Linked DNA regions of Mus musculus: region 2 is linked to region 1. Evidence: chromatin contacts called from public Hi-C data. All regions are on one chromosome and are shown on one strand. Each heading gives the region's core, a stretch centred on a gene start, on an enhancer-like site or on the middle of the called end of the contact. The rest is flanking DNA. Distances are from core to core; before and after follow the strand shown. Region 1 holds the start of Wdr43 (WD repeat domain 43). Region 2 holds the start of Srsf7 (serine and arginine-rich splicing factor 7).

What was found. A called contact is a pair of places that touch in the nucleus more often than the background predicts.
Region 2: a contact with region 1 is called in a Hi-C map of B cells, with 5 read pairs. The contact joins the promoter of Srsf7 here to the promoter of Wdr43 in region 1. A contact is called at or near these places in 1 of 39 promoter capture datasets (cranial neural crest) and 1 of 484 Hi-C or Micro-C datasets (B cells).

Annotation. Positions count from the first base shown.
Region 1 is chr17:71,612,792-71,620,344 of GRCm38.p6, forward strand. Wdr43 (WD repeat domain 43) reads left to right here and starts at 3,424. Exons shown (of 18, transcript NM_175639.1): 1 at 3,424-3,694. The coding sequence starts at 3,470. It overlaps Gm30091 (a long non-coding RNA gene), which reads right to left and starts at 593. Exons shown (of 3, transcript XR_385737.3): 1 at 553-593; 2 at 1-132.
Region 2 is chr17:80,203,801-80,211,353 of GRCm38.p6, forward strand. It overlaps Srsf7 (serine and arginine-rich splicing factor 7), which reads right to left and starts at 3,505. Exons shown (of 8, transcript NM_146083.2): 1 at 3,375-3,505; 2 at 2,048-2,228; 3 at 1,462-1,638; 4 at 513-587; 5 at 322-432. The coding sequence starts at 3,402. It also overlaps a transcript of Gemin6 not described here.

The sequences.
Region 1 (7,553 bases), core at 2,174-4,673:
GTCTTTCAGACCTTCACTGTAGCTTCCCAGAGAAGGGAGGGTGGAAAGCTCTGCTGGAGGGAGGAAAGTAACCAATACTTCTGTTTGTCCGCATGGTTCAGGAACCGCCATATAAAACCAGATCCACTGAATCTAATAGAAGAGAGAGTGGGGAGAAGTCTCGAACATACGGGCACAGGGGACATTTTGCTAAACAGAACACCAATGGCTTATTCCCTAAGATCAAGAATCAACAAATGGGACCTCATAAAATTGCAAAGCTTCTGTAAGGCAAAGGACGCCGTCAATAGGACAAAACAGCAACCCACCATTTGGGAAAAGATCTTTACCAACCCTACATCTGATAGAAGGCTAATATCCAATATATACAAAGAACTCAAGACATTAGACTCCAAAGAACCAAATAACCCAATTAAAAAATAGGGGTACAGAGCTAAACAGAATTCTCAGCTGAAGAATCACACATAGCTGAGAAGCATTTAAAGAAATGTTCAACATCCTTAGTCATCAGGGAAATGCAAATCAAAATGACCCCGAGATTCCACCTCTTACCAGTGAGAATGGCTAAGATAAGAAAAACTCAGGTGTCAGCAGATGCTGTCGAGGATGTGGAGAAAGAGGAAGACTCCTTCATTGCTGGTGGGATTGCAAGTTGGTACAACCACTCTGGAAATCAGTCTGGCAGTTCCTCAGAAAATTGGACATAGTGAAAGATCCTGACAGAATGTAAAAGGTCACAGAAGCCCTGAAATTGGCAAGATAGATTTCATTGCTAGCAGAACTAGCTTCACTGATTTAGAAAAATAGAGGTGCACAATGCTCTGGCCACTCCTTGAACCCGTGTGTCTGCCAATGTTTTGACTGTTCTTTGAACCCATGTGTGTGCCCACTGATGAAGCCCATTGCCAGGTGTTTGTGATATTGGCTGCTGGGGAAGAGTCGGAAAAATCTCCCCCAGCAACCACAGCCAGGCCAATCCGGAGTTGTTACACCTGCACCAGACTCTTTCCTTGTACCCCTCCCATACCCATTGATAGACATTGTTTAGATCTGGAAATCTCCTACTCTCCCTTTTCCTTTCTCCCCTGAGGGCCTATAAAAACTGGGACCTCTTTCCCGTGGAGGTGACTCCTCTACCCCTGTGTGGGATATGAGTCGTCCCCAGAGCTCTGGCTTTCCCCAAATAAAGCCTAATGTGGTTTGCATCAAGTTTGTTCTCTTGTGAGTTCTTATGTGTCCGCTATTGTCCCGAGGCCTGAGCGAGGGGCTCCTCTCGGAGTCTTTCAATAATAGTACTACCTGAGGACCCAGCTATACCACTCCTGGGCATATACCCAAAAAATGCTCCAACGTATAACAAGGACATATGCTCCACTATGTTCATAGCAGCCTTATTTATTATAGCCAGAAGAAACTGGAAACAACCCAGTTGTTCCTCAAGAGAGGAAAAGATACAGAAAATATGGTACATTTACACAATGGAGTACTACTCAGCCATTAAAAAACAATGACTTCATGAAATTCACAGGCAAATGATTGGAACTAGAAAATATCACCCTGAGTGAGGTAACACAGTCACAAAAGAACACACATGGTATATACTCATTGATAAGTGGATATTAGGAAAAAAGCCCAGAATACCCATGATATGACTTACAGACCATATGAAGGTCAAGAAGAACGAAGACCAAAGTGTGGATGCTTCAGTCCTACTTAGAAGGGGGAACAAAATAATCATGGGAGGTAGAGGGTGAGTGAGACTTGGGAGGAATGTAGGAGGGGAAGAGGAAAAGAGGGGGGGTGCAGGAACAGGTGTGGGAGGAGCAGGGGAGATCTATAGAGGGTAAGGAAATTGAACATAGGCATGTAGCAACGGGGATGGGTAGCTAACAGAAAGTCCCAGACGCTAGGAAAGCAAGAGGTTTACAGGACCCAAGGGGGATGACTTTAGCTGAATTACCCAACAAAGGGGAGAGAGAACCTGTATCCAGAGGTTAGGCACGGTCCCTGGTTGAGAGATGGGGCCATTAACCCTTCTCAAAATTTTAACCCAGAATTGCTCCTGTTTAAAGGAAATACATGGACAAAGAGTGGAGCAGAGACTAAAGGAAAGGCCTTCCAGAGACTGCCCCACCTGGAGATCCATCCCATATACAGCCACCAAACCTAAATACTATTGCTGATGCCAGGAAGTGCTTGCTGATAGGAGCCTGATATGGATGTCTCCTGAGAGGCTCTTGCAGCCCCATTGGAAGAACAACATCAACCAACCAGTACCATCAGAGCTCCCAGAGACTAAACCATCAACCAAAGAGTACACAGGAGGGACCCATGGCTCCAGCTGCATATGTAGCAGAGGATGGCCTTGTTTGTCGTCAAAGGGAGTGGAGGCCCTTGGTCCTGTGAAGACATGATGCCCCGGCGTAGGGGAATGCTAGAGTGGTGGGGCGGGAGTGTGCATGTGGGTGAGGAAGCAGCCTGGGGGAGGTGGGTAGGATGGGGGTTCTAGGAGAGGAAACCCGGGGGGGGGGTAACATTTGAAATTTAAATAAACAAAATAACCAATAATTAAAAAAAAAGAACCAATAAAATAAGGAAAAAATTTCTTCTATCTATCTATCATTTATCTTTTGGAGACAGTTTCCCTATAGTCCTCGATGTTATAGAATTCAGTTTCTAGACCGTGCCTGCGTCTGCCTCAGATAGAGTGCTGGGATTAAAAGGCACACATCCAGATGGGAATATATGTTTGGTTTCTCTTTTCTTTTTTTTTTTTTTTCTTTTGTGTGTGTGTGTGTGTGTGTGTGTGTGTTGTTTTTTGTTTTTTGAGACAGGGTTTCTCTGTATAGCCCTGGCTGTCCTGGAACTCACTCTGTAGACCAGGCTGGCCTCGAACTCAAAAATCCGCCTGCCTCTGCCTCCCAAGTGCTGGGATTAAAGGCGTGAGGCACCACCGCCCGGATTCTTTATTTACACCCAACTTGACCTCCTCTCTTGTCCAATAGTATCTCTGTGTGTTAACACAGATAAAAGAGGCATCTTGTTTCTTCAAGCCCCAACTCTAACTTTGATAGAACTATGATTGGATAATTATTGTACGTACATGGCCACGTCCTCGAAGAGACTAAAGAAACATGGAAACAGCTGTTACAATCTCGGAGATGTAAGTAAATATTTCTTTTAAACATTTCGTCTAGTTGTTTCATAGGACGTAGTTTTAAAAGAAGGATCTGGCTCGGTAGTATGCAAATCACTTCCCCTCGCGCTTCCTTCGCAGGACAAGTTAAGAAGGACCCCACTGAGCCACCGTCCACAGGGTGGGCCCGGCTAAACGCTGGCCTGCGTCACGACCAGCCACTTCTTGGGCTCTCAGCGTTCCCTCCGCCCCACTTCCTCCCTGCAGGCCCCACCCCGCGCCGGTGCGCCTGCGCCCGGGCGAACACGTGGCTGCCGCGGAGCCAGAGCAGCAATGGCGGCCGGAGGCGGCGGTAGCTACGACCCCTTGGCCCCGGCGGGGGTCCCCTGCGCCTTCTCGCCGGACAGTCAAGCCTACTTCGCTTTAGCCTCTAGTGACGGTCAGCTGCGAGTATGGGAGACCGCCAACAACCGGCTGCACCAGGAGTACGTGCCTTCCGCGCACCTCAGCGGTACCTGCACCTGCCTGGCCTGGGCGCCAGCACGGCTGCAGGCCAAGGTAGGATGAGCGGGGACGGCGACGGGGACGGGGACCTCCTGCCGGGCTGCGGCATCCCGGGCCGGGCGGCGAGGCGCGTGGCACCCCTGGCGCGCGTGGCCCGGGGCGTCCCGGGAGAGAGGAGGCGCGGAGCCGGGCCGGCGGCGCGCTTGGGCCGGCGCCGCGGCTGCAAAGTGCGGCCTGGCCCGAGGGGGGCTGCGGGAGGGTGCGGCCCGATCCCGCGGTCTCCACGAGGTCTGCACCCCGGCTGCTTCTGGGCCGCCATGTTCATCGAAGCCTCTGCTCCCCCGGGGGGCGGCCTCAGACTTCCCAGGCCTGGGTCCCCATCAGAGCTACCCGGTGCGCACTTTAGGACCGTCTCGCGCTTCCGCATCCCGGACCCCGGTATTGGTTTTGCTTTGGGCACTTGGAATGCGCACGTCTAGGTTAAGTTCCTTCCGGGAGCCCCTTCCCTCGGCTCGGATGCGTGTTCAACACGTGTTCCCTTCTGCCTCTAGGTTGTGGGATTCGTCGTCCCACAAACTCTTTTCCATTTCTAAGTTCCCTTCTTTCTCAGCGGAGGTACAGTGAAATAGAGTAGGGCATATGATGTAGGTCCTGGTGATTTTTTTTTTTTCTCTCGTAGTTGGGAAACTGCTTAGTTAGGGAATCCTTTTCGCTGTCAGGTAAATGCTGCTCACTGTTGACTCACCCGGTTAGATCTCGGCACGCACGTGGTTAGGCAGTCGGCAGGCAAAAATCTGGAACCGGTGTAAAAGGTATCCTAAAATATGTGACGTTTTGCTGTCACTGATGTTAAAGTTGTTGGGATAGCTTACTCCTTCCCATCCCAAGAGTAAACTTTCACATAAATTTATTTTATCTAAGTTGCTATACTCTGTGTGACAGTGGTTAGCTACTTACCGGATTCCAGCTTTTCTTGGTGACAAAGAGCAGATATGAGGCCCTATAAGTCAAACATAATCAGATTTGTGAAAGTTATGTAATTGTCAGCATTAGAGCTGCTGCACTTTTTTTTTTAACTTTATACAGTTTTCTTTTTAACTTAACAGTCCTGTAAAGTGGTGAGAGTACTTACTAACACTCAGAAATACAGAGAGAGCAGTTAGCTAAGTGCTTGTAGCCAGGCTGTAAAAGTAGGAGTCCAGCCTCTGTAATAATTGTGTTTTTTGTTCCCTACTTATAACATGAGGATAATCACTTAGAATAGTGTATAGCGCCTTAAGTGAAGTGCTAATTACTAGTGGTATTAGTATCTTGTATTTTTGTCCTTAGTCCACAAGGTATGTCAAAGCAAGCAATTTCAATAAAGGCCAACAGGAACTAGACTCGGAACTCGTGTCTTTGAAGTTCTTGGTTGTCCTCAACAGATAGTATTAGATACTCATTTCCAATCTTCTATGTCCCAGAACAAAATCCAAATTTCAAAAATAGCGGTTTGGAGATTTTCATCCACTGTGATACAGTAGGGATACAACCATTTTTAAAGGAGCCCAACTTTAACTTTTCAACAAAGCTCCTCAAATTAAAGCAACTTTATGTGACAAGATGACCCGAGTCCTGGTTCCCAAGTGGTGTGCTGGATTGGATGTGCCCAGTGGTTAGCATCCCCAGAGTGCCGGTGCAGTCCCCAGCAAGCCCTGCTTTCAAGTGCCAGTAAGTTTCACTTTCTTTTTATCTATATGTTGCCATTTCTGCTATGCAACTACTAAATGTCTGGGAATTAGTAAACAGACTTAGGCTGGGATGTAGCTCAAAGATAGAAAACTTGCCTAGCATATGAAAGACCCTGGATTGAATCAATAGTACCACAAAATCAGAGCTAGAAAAGCAGTCAGGGCTCAGGAAGCTAAACGGCATGGTTGGTCACTAACAAGCGGTAGCACTAGGATCCCAGCCTAGCCCCTTACACGGTGAACTCCTACCCTTGCACTTCATCATGGATGGCTGCAGAGCTGTCAGTTCCCATCCTGAGCATGTGACTCACGGAAGCAGCATTTTTCCAGTTCAGCGGTAGACTTAACTGGTCTGCTTGGTGCTGGGGTGGGCTTACAGGTCCAGGTAGTGTGTGGCTTAGAGTTTGTGGCAGCCGCTCAAACTCCGCTTTGGGGCTCACTGGATTGTGTGCCCTGGTATTTTAAGTATTCAGATGATCATCATACTAAACCTGTTTTACATTTTTAAGTGTTTAAAGTGTGACACATAAAATGGATGTTATTATAAAGCCCACGTTCCCAGTACATTGGTATGGTTTGGTATGGGATTTAGTAGACATACTATCTTTTTTTTTCCCCCAAATCCTTATTTGTCTCACCTTCAGACCTATTTCTAGAAGCAGTGGCTCCCACTTAAATGGTACTTACTCTGGTGGCATATGTGTTTTGTTTTTTTTTTTTTGTGTTTGTTTGTTTGTTTGTTTGTTTGTTTTCTGTATAGCTGGCTGTCCTGGAACTCACTTTGTAGACCAGGTTGGCCTCAAACTCCGCCTGCCTCTGCCTCCCAAGTGCTGGGATTAAAGGCGTGCGCCACCACTGCCCAGCGTAGACATCTTGCTTCCAGAGCTCTTAGGATTAAATGAGGTAATAACACATAAATGATTGTTATGGTGAGACTTGGTCCATAGTGGTTATTGTTCTGTCTGGACTCCTGTGCTCATGCAGTGCTGTATTGAATGGAATGAAGTCATATTGAGTGTCCTGCCCTTGGTTTAGGAATGGGCAATTTGCTACAAGGACAATGTTTGGTACTCTACCAGTAGAGAAAGGTAAAGTTATACTGTGTTTCTTGAATAATAGGTTGTAGTGGTGTTTCATAAATGTTTAAAAGGCTTTTTCCTGTTTCTAGAATGATCATAATACCTTGAAGTTTATGCCATGATCGATTTAGCGCTTCTCTGGTTTATGTTTGTATTGAACCTGTTATGCTAGTAGCAGGCTAGAGCCACACATTTAAGCCACCTAGAAATTGATCCTGTTGCTACCCACTATCTTTCTCTCAAACTTGTTTTTCTTCATCCTCTGGTAATAAAACCTGGAAGTCTGACCCTGTCTGATGTTGGGACCATAGTTCACTTCCACATGCTTTGTGGAAACATGAATAAACACAGCCTAGGACCTAACTGAAGGATGGGCATTTTAGGTATTAGAATGCATTAGAGCACAACTGAGACACTGGTGAAATTGCTAGGAAAAGTTTAAGCTCTCCTCAGTACCCTCTCTGGAGATACAGTACAACAATTCAGCTGTATTCCTGACAGTCTGGAGGTCTCAAGTACTTAATATTTCAAAGGAAGGTGTCCTGGCTGGTTTTGTGTGTCAACTTGACACAAGATGGAGTTATCAGAGAGAAAAGAATTTCATGTGAGGAAATGCCTCCATGAGATCCAGCTGTAAGGCATTTTCTCAATTAGTGATCAAGGGGGTAGGGTTTCTTGTGGGTGGTACCTTCTCTGGGCTGGTAGTCTTGGGTTCTATAAGAGAGCAGGCTGATCAAGCCAGGGGAAGCAAGCCAGTAAGGACCATCCCTCCATGGCCTCTGCATCAGCTCCTGCTTCCTGACCTGCTTGAGTTCCAGTCCTGACTTCCTTTGGTGATGAACAGCAATGTGGAAGTGTAAGCTGAATAAACCCTTTCCTCCCCCACTTGTCTCTTGGTCATGATGTTTATGCAGGAATAGAAGCCCTAAGACAGAAGGTAAAGGTTACAGATCAGGTTCTATTGGTAGAAGAACATTTGTTTTGATATATTTGTGACTTGATGAGATGTATGTATTTTCACTCTTATCTATGAAATACATATGCCAGAGTAAATACCATTAAAATGGGTCAAAAATGGACTTTAAAACTACTTACTAATAATTG
Region 2 (7,553 bases), core at 2,255-4,754, 8.6 Mb after region 1:
GATGGGGCATGTACCTTTTTTGTCCTCCAATCCCCAGGTCCAAGTTATTTAGTCTAAGTGCTAGGAGTACAGGTGTGCACACCCTAATATTGAAGCACCCCATTTGAATGAAGATACTTCACTGTGTCACCAAGACAAGACGATCCAGCCAGGATCCAGTGGTGGCGCTCACCTTCAATCCCAGTGATTAGGTGGCAGAGGCAAGTGGATGAGTTCAAGGCCAGCCTGGTCTACAGCCAGGGCTACACAGAGAAACTCTGTCTTGATAACTAAAGCTACGACAATCCATCTACTAGTAAGCAGGAAAAATGTGCTACATACTGGAAATACCTCGATCCTATTATAGAACCAGACCTAGATCTTCTGAGTGAAGCTGATCTTGATCTACGAAGAGACACAGACCTTGATCGGCGAGGAGATGCTGATCTTGACCTAAAATTTAAAGAAGTTCTTAAGCCCATCTGTCTTACTTTTTCCCACTTGTTAAAATTTGAATTTTACAAATTTCTCACCTCCGTCCTCGGCTCCTGCTGCGGGAGCGAGAGTATCGCCTTCCCCTGGATCGGGAATGGGATCTAGATCGTGACCTATTTTTTAAGTTAGAAAAATACAACATATTAGACGATAACTCAGTTTTAGTGTTTGTGTACCTCTGCTGAAATCAAATCTCAAGACTATTTAAAATTTAGTATCTCATTTGGAAAAACTCTGGGCCTATTAAATTTTTTTTTTTTACTAACCTAAAAAAAGATTTGTTAAAAGCTGAATTACAACTTAGAATTACAAAATATAAAACGCCATAATGTGTATTTAAAATAAACCTTGCAAGTTTGCAGGTCGACCCTCTTTGGCCCATGGTCTAGTAGTAGGTCTAGTAGATCTAGATGATCTAGAAGTATCTATAGCCGATCGCTGCATCTAGATGTTTTCTTCAATCTAACGACGATCAAACTGACAGCCAAAAGAGCCAGATGAGGCTTGATTGACGCAAGAAGATTTTTCTAGTTGGGAATGTGGTCAATCTGGTGTTCCTCTTTCTAAAGCGGAGGGGGCCCCAATTGTAAGCCAAATTTACTGTTACGGCGATCACCGACTCAAATTTTCTGCCCTTTAAAGAATAAGGTGAAGCTAGGTGTAGATGACTCGAGGGGATCTGGCCTCTTATGCTGATCACCTCAAGGTCTAGGAGGATCTTAATTGTCGGATTTGCAAGGCGCCTCAGCATGATATCATAAGGCTCGTGACATTCTGAATCAAGGCGACTGACTCAAACGAAGAAACCTGAAAGGTTTTGACCAGGTTGATTATTAATATAGTAACATTTTTAATTAAACAAAAATTGTAAAATACACCTGTACAATTAACATTCAAGTTTATAGAAAAACACTAGTTTCTGCCTTGCTAATAAAAGAATTACTTTGATTAACTAGAATACCAACCATTCCTTCATTAATTAAATACCTGCTTCTTCTTCGTCGGCTATAGCGATGACAGTCATAAGCATAATGTCCCTTTTCACCACACTCATAGCATCTATCATTAGGATCAAAGGGACGACGGGCAGGTGGCCTATCAAAACGAGATCTCCGAGGCATGCCTGTTGATAGTTCAACCCTCACTCGAGAACCACAAATCACTCTACAAAACATAAGAAAATGCTAATGTTAGAATACACATGTGACTTCTAGATTTAAAAATATCAACTGCTATGTATATAAAGAAAATATCTAATAAAAATTAATTTATTAAAAAAATGTCAACTGCTCATTCTCTCTACACGGTTAGTCTTTTGTTTACAAAACCCCGCCAATTCCACCTTTAGTCCTAAATCTTAAGTTATCCAGTGCCTGAAGGGTAAGGCATGTGAGAGGCTGACAGAATGAGGGCTCCAACCACCACCGGAGCTATATGGTGAGTTCCAGGTCAACATAGGCCAGAGACACTATCAAAAATAAGGTCCACCCCCAGAGAGTCTATGATTAGCACCGAGATTACTTATCCAGCCCGAGGGAATATTTTAAAGAAATTTGAAAAACAACCCACTTACTTCCCATCCAATCCTCGAACTGCATCCTCTGCATCTCTAGGGTCTTCAAATTCCACAAAGGCGAATCCTGGAGGATTTCTGGCAATCCACACAGTTCTTAAGGGCCCATAGTAACTGAATGCCCTTTCTAACTCTCCTTTACCAGCACCAGTTCCCAGGTTACCAACATATACCTTGGTTTCTGTTTAAAAAATGTAAACAGAACAAATGTTATTCAACGTGTGATAGGGAATTCATTTCTTTAAAACAGACCATCCTTAAAGAGCTGTGCAACGTACACGTTTTGTTTTGGAGACTCTGAGCCAGCTAAGTGATCTACTCGGAGCCACCCTACAACTATGTTAGCTATACATCGCTCAAACGACTCTCAGGCCTCAACCTCCCTGAGGCAGCTAGTGCACCACCAGGTCTGGCTCCCTTTATTTAGAGGTCTTCACCAAGTACTAAATCTTACAGCGTGAAAGACTGGAAAGCCAGACCTGCGACCAAGTTCTGGCGCTCTTATAGGAAGGAAACCCTGGGAGACTGCAGCGGGAGCATGGTAGACTTGAGGCGTGCGGGGTGGAGGTGGGGCCCGGCTCGGGCCCGCCCCGCCCCCCGAGTCCCCGCAGCCTCGGGCACAACAGCGCGCGGGCTCCGGCGGCCCGGCCTGCGGAGAGGTCTACAGCGAGGATCAGGGCCGAGCCAGTTCCCGGCTTCCACAGCAGGCGCAGGCTCACCCGAGTCCCCGCCCCAGAGCCAGAAGCCACGCTCGAAACGGCGAAGGAAAAAAAAAGAGAGAGAAAAAAAGCCGTCGCCGCTTGCAGCGGTCTTCCCCTCGCGCTACTCCTCATGCCGACCAATTGTTGGACGACGCGCAGCTCGCAGCTGCCGGTTTCGTTCCGTCTCCAGCCCAACCCGAATCTTAACGCCCATCATCACTCCCCGGCTCCAGTGGCGGGAAAGCGCTGAGGAAATGCGCCACCACGGTCATCAATGTGCTCAAAATGGCAGCCGCCGCCGCCGCCGAGGGCGGGGGGTGGGGTGGTGGAGGCGGGCGGCAGCGCGGAGAAATGGCCAACGCCACCACGGCGACCCCGCCAGGCTTCGGCCTGTCCAGGAGAGACCAAAAGGCGCCAAGCGCCCGGGCCCTAAGCGGCACACATGCCCTCCAGTCCCGCTCGCCCTCCTCCTCCCCGCCCCCGCGGCCTCGGGCTTCGTACAGCGTGCGCAGGAGCCGCCATTACGCACGCGGAATAACCGTCTCTAACCGCCGCGCCGCCCCTGCGGCCCCGCTCTGCTCGGTCGGCGGGCAGCACCGTCCTCCCCTGGGGCCCTGGCCGCTTACCTCCTCCATACCGCCCGTAGCGTGACATGATGGCCGGCCCGTGTACTCGGCTCTAGCTTGGAATGCTCACAGCGCGAGTAGCACGGAAGCGGCTGCGCAACCTCCTCTGCCTGCAATCCCGGCGGCACTACAAGGAAGAGGCCGGAGTCGCGCTTATATAGGCGGCGGGCGGGGATTCTTTTTTTCTGCGCATGCGTTGTGTCAACGTTCTGCGCGGCACAAAGAAGCTGGGCGGAAACAGCCTAGAGGCGGGGCGGAGGGAACTTAGAGCGAGACTCTGCGAGCGGAGCGGAGGGATACGTTTCCATGGGAACGCCGGGATCTTGCCCATAAACCTGTGGCCTTCCGGCGGTCTCCTGCTCCCTCCCCTCCCCTTCCCCTTTCCTGAACCCTGTGGGTCCTCCTAACCTCTCCCAACCCTTTTACCTCTTCATTTTAATCTAGGAACTGACAGCGACCGTAACCTAAGTACAGGTACACTAGACCGTTCTGTGAAAGTCCGTAAAATTTAACCGCTGCTGTCCCGGTCGCCACCTTTGGGGTACCTGGCCTAGTCTGTGTTCAGTGATCTTTAAGGCTCAACAGAGGTAATTAAACTAAGACCAGTGTGAAAATAACCCTTACTCCACAGTTATGTCTAATGGTTATTGCATCACGGGCCTCAAAAGGGATGACTTCCCCCGGGGAGTCTGCATAATACCTCTCCTTTTTGCACTGAGTCACTAATTTGTTAGTTTGATCTGAGTACTTGGGGGTTTGCTGAAACAAAGGGATAGGGTTGTGGAGAAGGGGTTCTGGCAATGTTAAAGTTGTGGCAAAACTGTAAAAGTTTGCAAGCATACTGAGCCGAGACAATTCTTGCATCTGAAGCACAAATTTATTTTTCCCTTCTAGTGCTTTGGATTTTTTAAAAGTTGTGTGTGAATTTTTACTTAAAACCTTACAGCTCAGCCACTCAATACGTATCAGTCTCCCTGAGTTGCTTAAAATCTGCCTTTGAATTCTGCATTTGCCAAAATTCAACTCTAAAAAGAGAGCTAAGTTCTTTTTTTTTTAAGATTTATTTATTTATTATATGTGAGTACACTGTAGCTGACTTCAGACACTCCAGAAGAGGGAGTCAGATCTCATTACCGGTGGTTGTGAGCCACCATATGGTTGCAGGGATTTGAACTCATCATTTGAACTCAGGGATGACCTTAGGAAGAGCAGTCAGTGTTCTTACCCACTGAGCCATCTCACCAGCCCAAGTTCTTTTTATCAACCAGCAAAAAACAAACAAACCAAAAAAAACAAAAAACAAAAAACAAAAAACATTACATCGTAACTACTTGGAATACTCAAGGGTTGGAAATTTTACACATAAAAGAGGAAGTTCCTAGGTACGTGTATTTCATCTCCGTTTTCATTTGCTGTGTGTGGATTCAGGTGTGGAGTGCTTTCTCTAAAGGAGTCCTTCTTGGTCAATAAAGCATGAGACTCTTTTAAAAAAAAAAAAAAGATTCATTTGTTATTTATACGAGTACACCGTGGCTGTCTTCAGACACACCAGAAGAGGGCATCAGATACCTTATAGATGGTTGTGAGTCACCATGTGGTTGCTGGGAATTGAACTCAGGACCTCTGGAAGAGCAGTCAGTGCTCTTAACTGCTGAGCCATATCTCTAGCCCCTCCCCCCCTTTTTAAAAGCAAAGACTCTTAAGTACTACTAATTTATATGTATGTTGATTTTCAAATATTTAAAATTATAGTGTCTCAACAAAAATCTCTGGCAAGAAAATAGAAACTCTACACAGTGAAGTATATTGTTCTGCCTCAGTCTTACTACACAGTATATTGTTCTGCCTCAATCTTCCTGTGTTTGCTTGCCACAGGAACTTCTGCAGTCCAGGCCTCCCACAGATTCACTATGTATACAACCCAGAGCTTTTTTTCATGCTAGAGAAATATTCTTCTAATCTGCTTCTCTCTGAAAGGCATTGAGCAATAATTATAAACATTTGTATTCTCTCTGAAGGAATAGCAATTCTATAAAGTCTAATTCCACTTTTTTGTTTGTTTGGGATTTTGTTTGTTTGTTTTTCAAGATTGGAGTCTTTCTGAGTAGCCCTAGCTATCTTGGAATTCTCTCGGTACACCAGGCTAGCCTGGAACTCAGAGAGACCCACCTGCCTCTGTCTCTTGAGTGCTGGGATTAAATGTGTATGCCACCATGCCCAGCCTCTAGATTTGAGTTTAAATGAATCTACTTGGGTCAACACATATTCTAACATTTGCTAATATAAGCTATTGAGTGATTATTATTATGCCACAGTTGTTAAATCTTGGCTATTGGGGGCTGGTGAGATGGCTCAGTGGGTAAGAGCACCCGACTGCTCTTCCGAAGGTCAGGAGTTCAAATCCCAGCAACCACATGGTGGCTCACAACCATCCGATCCTGAGATATGACTCCCTCTTCTGGAGTGTCTGAAGACAGCTACAGTGTACTTACATATAATAAATAAATAAATAAATAAATAAATAAATCTAAAAAAAAATCTTGGCTATTACCACATTAAAGTTGGGGGTTATGGCTAAGACAGGAAAATAATTAGAGGCCAGCCTGGGTTACATAGTATTATAGTATTATAATCCTATGATCTGCATAGGAAAAACCCTATCTTTGAATTTAGAACAACAAAAAAAGGAAGGCAGAGTATTCATAATCTTTTTACATCAATTTTTTTGTTTTGTTTGGTTTGGTTTTTTGAGACAGGGTTTCTCTGCGCAGTTCTGGCTATCCTGGAACTCACTCTGTAGACCAGGCTGGTCTTGAACTCAGAAATCCACCTGCCTCTGCCTCCCAAGTGCTGGGATTACAGGCGTGTGCCACCACTGCCCAGCCCAATTTTTAAAATTTATCTTCATTTATTAAATGAAAAGAGTTGAACAGTTGTTTTTTGTTGGTGGTGTTTGTTTATTGAAACAGGATCTTGCTGTAAGCTCTTCCTACATCCATCTTCCAGTGTTCTGAGAAAAAGTTGACTATATATGTAATGGTGGTTTTACCTAGTGCCTGAGGCATGCATGCAGGAGACAAGGAGAAAGTTTACTTTTTCTTTCTGCTTTTTCAAGACAGGGTTTCTCTGTGTAGCCCTGGCTGTCCTGGAACTCACTCTGTAGACCAGGCTGGCCTCGAACTCAGAAATTCACCTGCCTCTGCCTCCCAAGTGCAGGGATTAAAGGCGTGCGCCACCACTGCCCAGTGAAAGCTCACTTTTAAATCTTGTTTTCTTCACTGTTTTAAATTTGTTCTTAAATTATTGTCACCTTTATGTCAGATGAGGAAAATTCTACAATAAGACAATCCATTTAAACGTTTTGTGCATCTGTCTCTCTTCTTTTTAACACAAAGAAATAATCTTGCTGGGTGGTGGAAGCACATGTTTTTAATTCCAGCACTTGGGAAGCAGAGACAGGCAGATATCTATGAGTTAGAGGCCAGTCTGGTTGGTATACGTAGTGAGTTCTAGGACAGCCAATGTCTACAACCCCTCAGGAAAAAAATCTCTAACAGTGATCTTTTAATGTGTATTTGTGTATGATATACTTACACATGTACATATTCCCTGCAGGTTGCTCTAAATGTCCATGCTCAACTACATCCTTTCATTATTTTTCTGTAAACCACGATCATCAGATCTCCCAGAATGCTTTTAGAAATTCTGGAGAGGAAAGGTTTTTGGAATGTATAATTCTGTCATATTATAAAAAATGAAGCTGGGGGTGGTGGCGCACACCTTTAATTCCAGCACTCGGGAGACAGAAGTAGGCGGATTTCTGAGTTCGAGGCCAGCCTGGTCTACAAAGTGAGTTCCAGGACAGCCAGGGCTACACAGAGAAACCCTGTCTTGAAAATCCAAAGAATACACACACACACACACACACACACACACACACACACACACACACACATATATGAATGACCTCATTAGCTGCATGCTACATACACTGCAAACAATACTAAAGTATGAAGGTAGAACGATACGAGAGAGCTCTGAGTGCTTTGCCACCTTTCAACACACAGGGCATGGTAGCACATGCTTGTAATTCCAGCATGTAGCCGGCTGGGTCAGGAGAATCCTGGGTTTGAAGACAGCCCCAGCTGCATAGAAGACTAGGTAGGGGTAGGGTGGGGA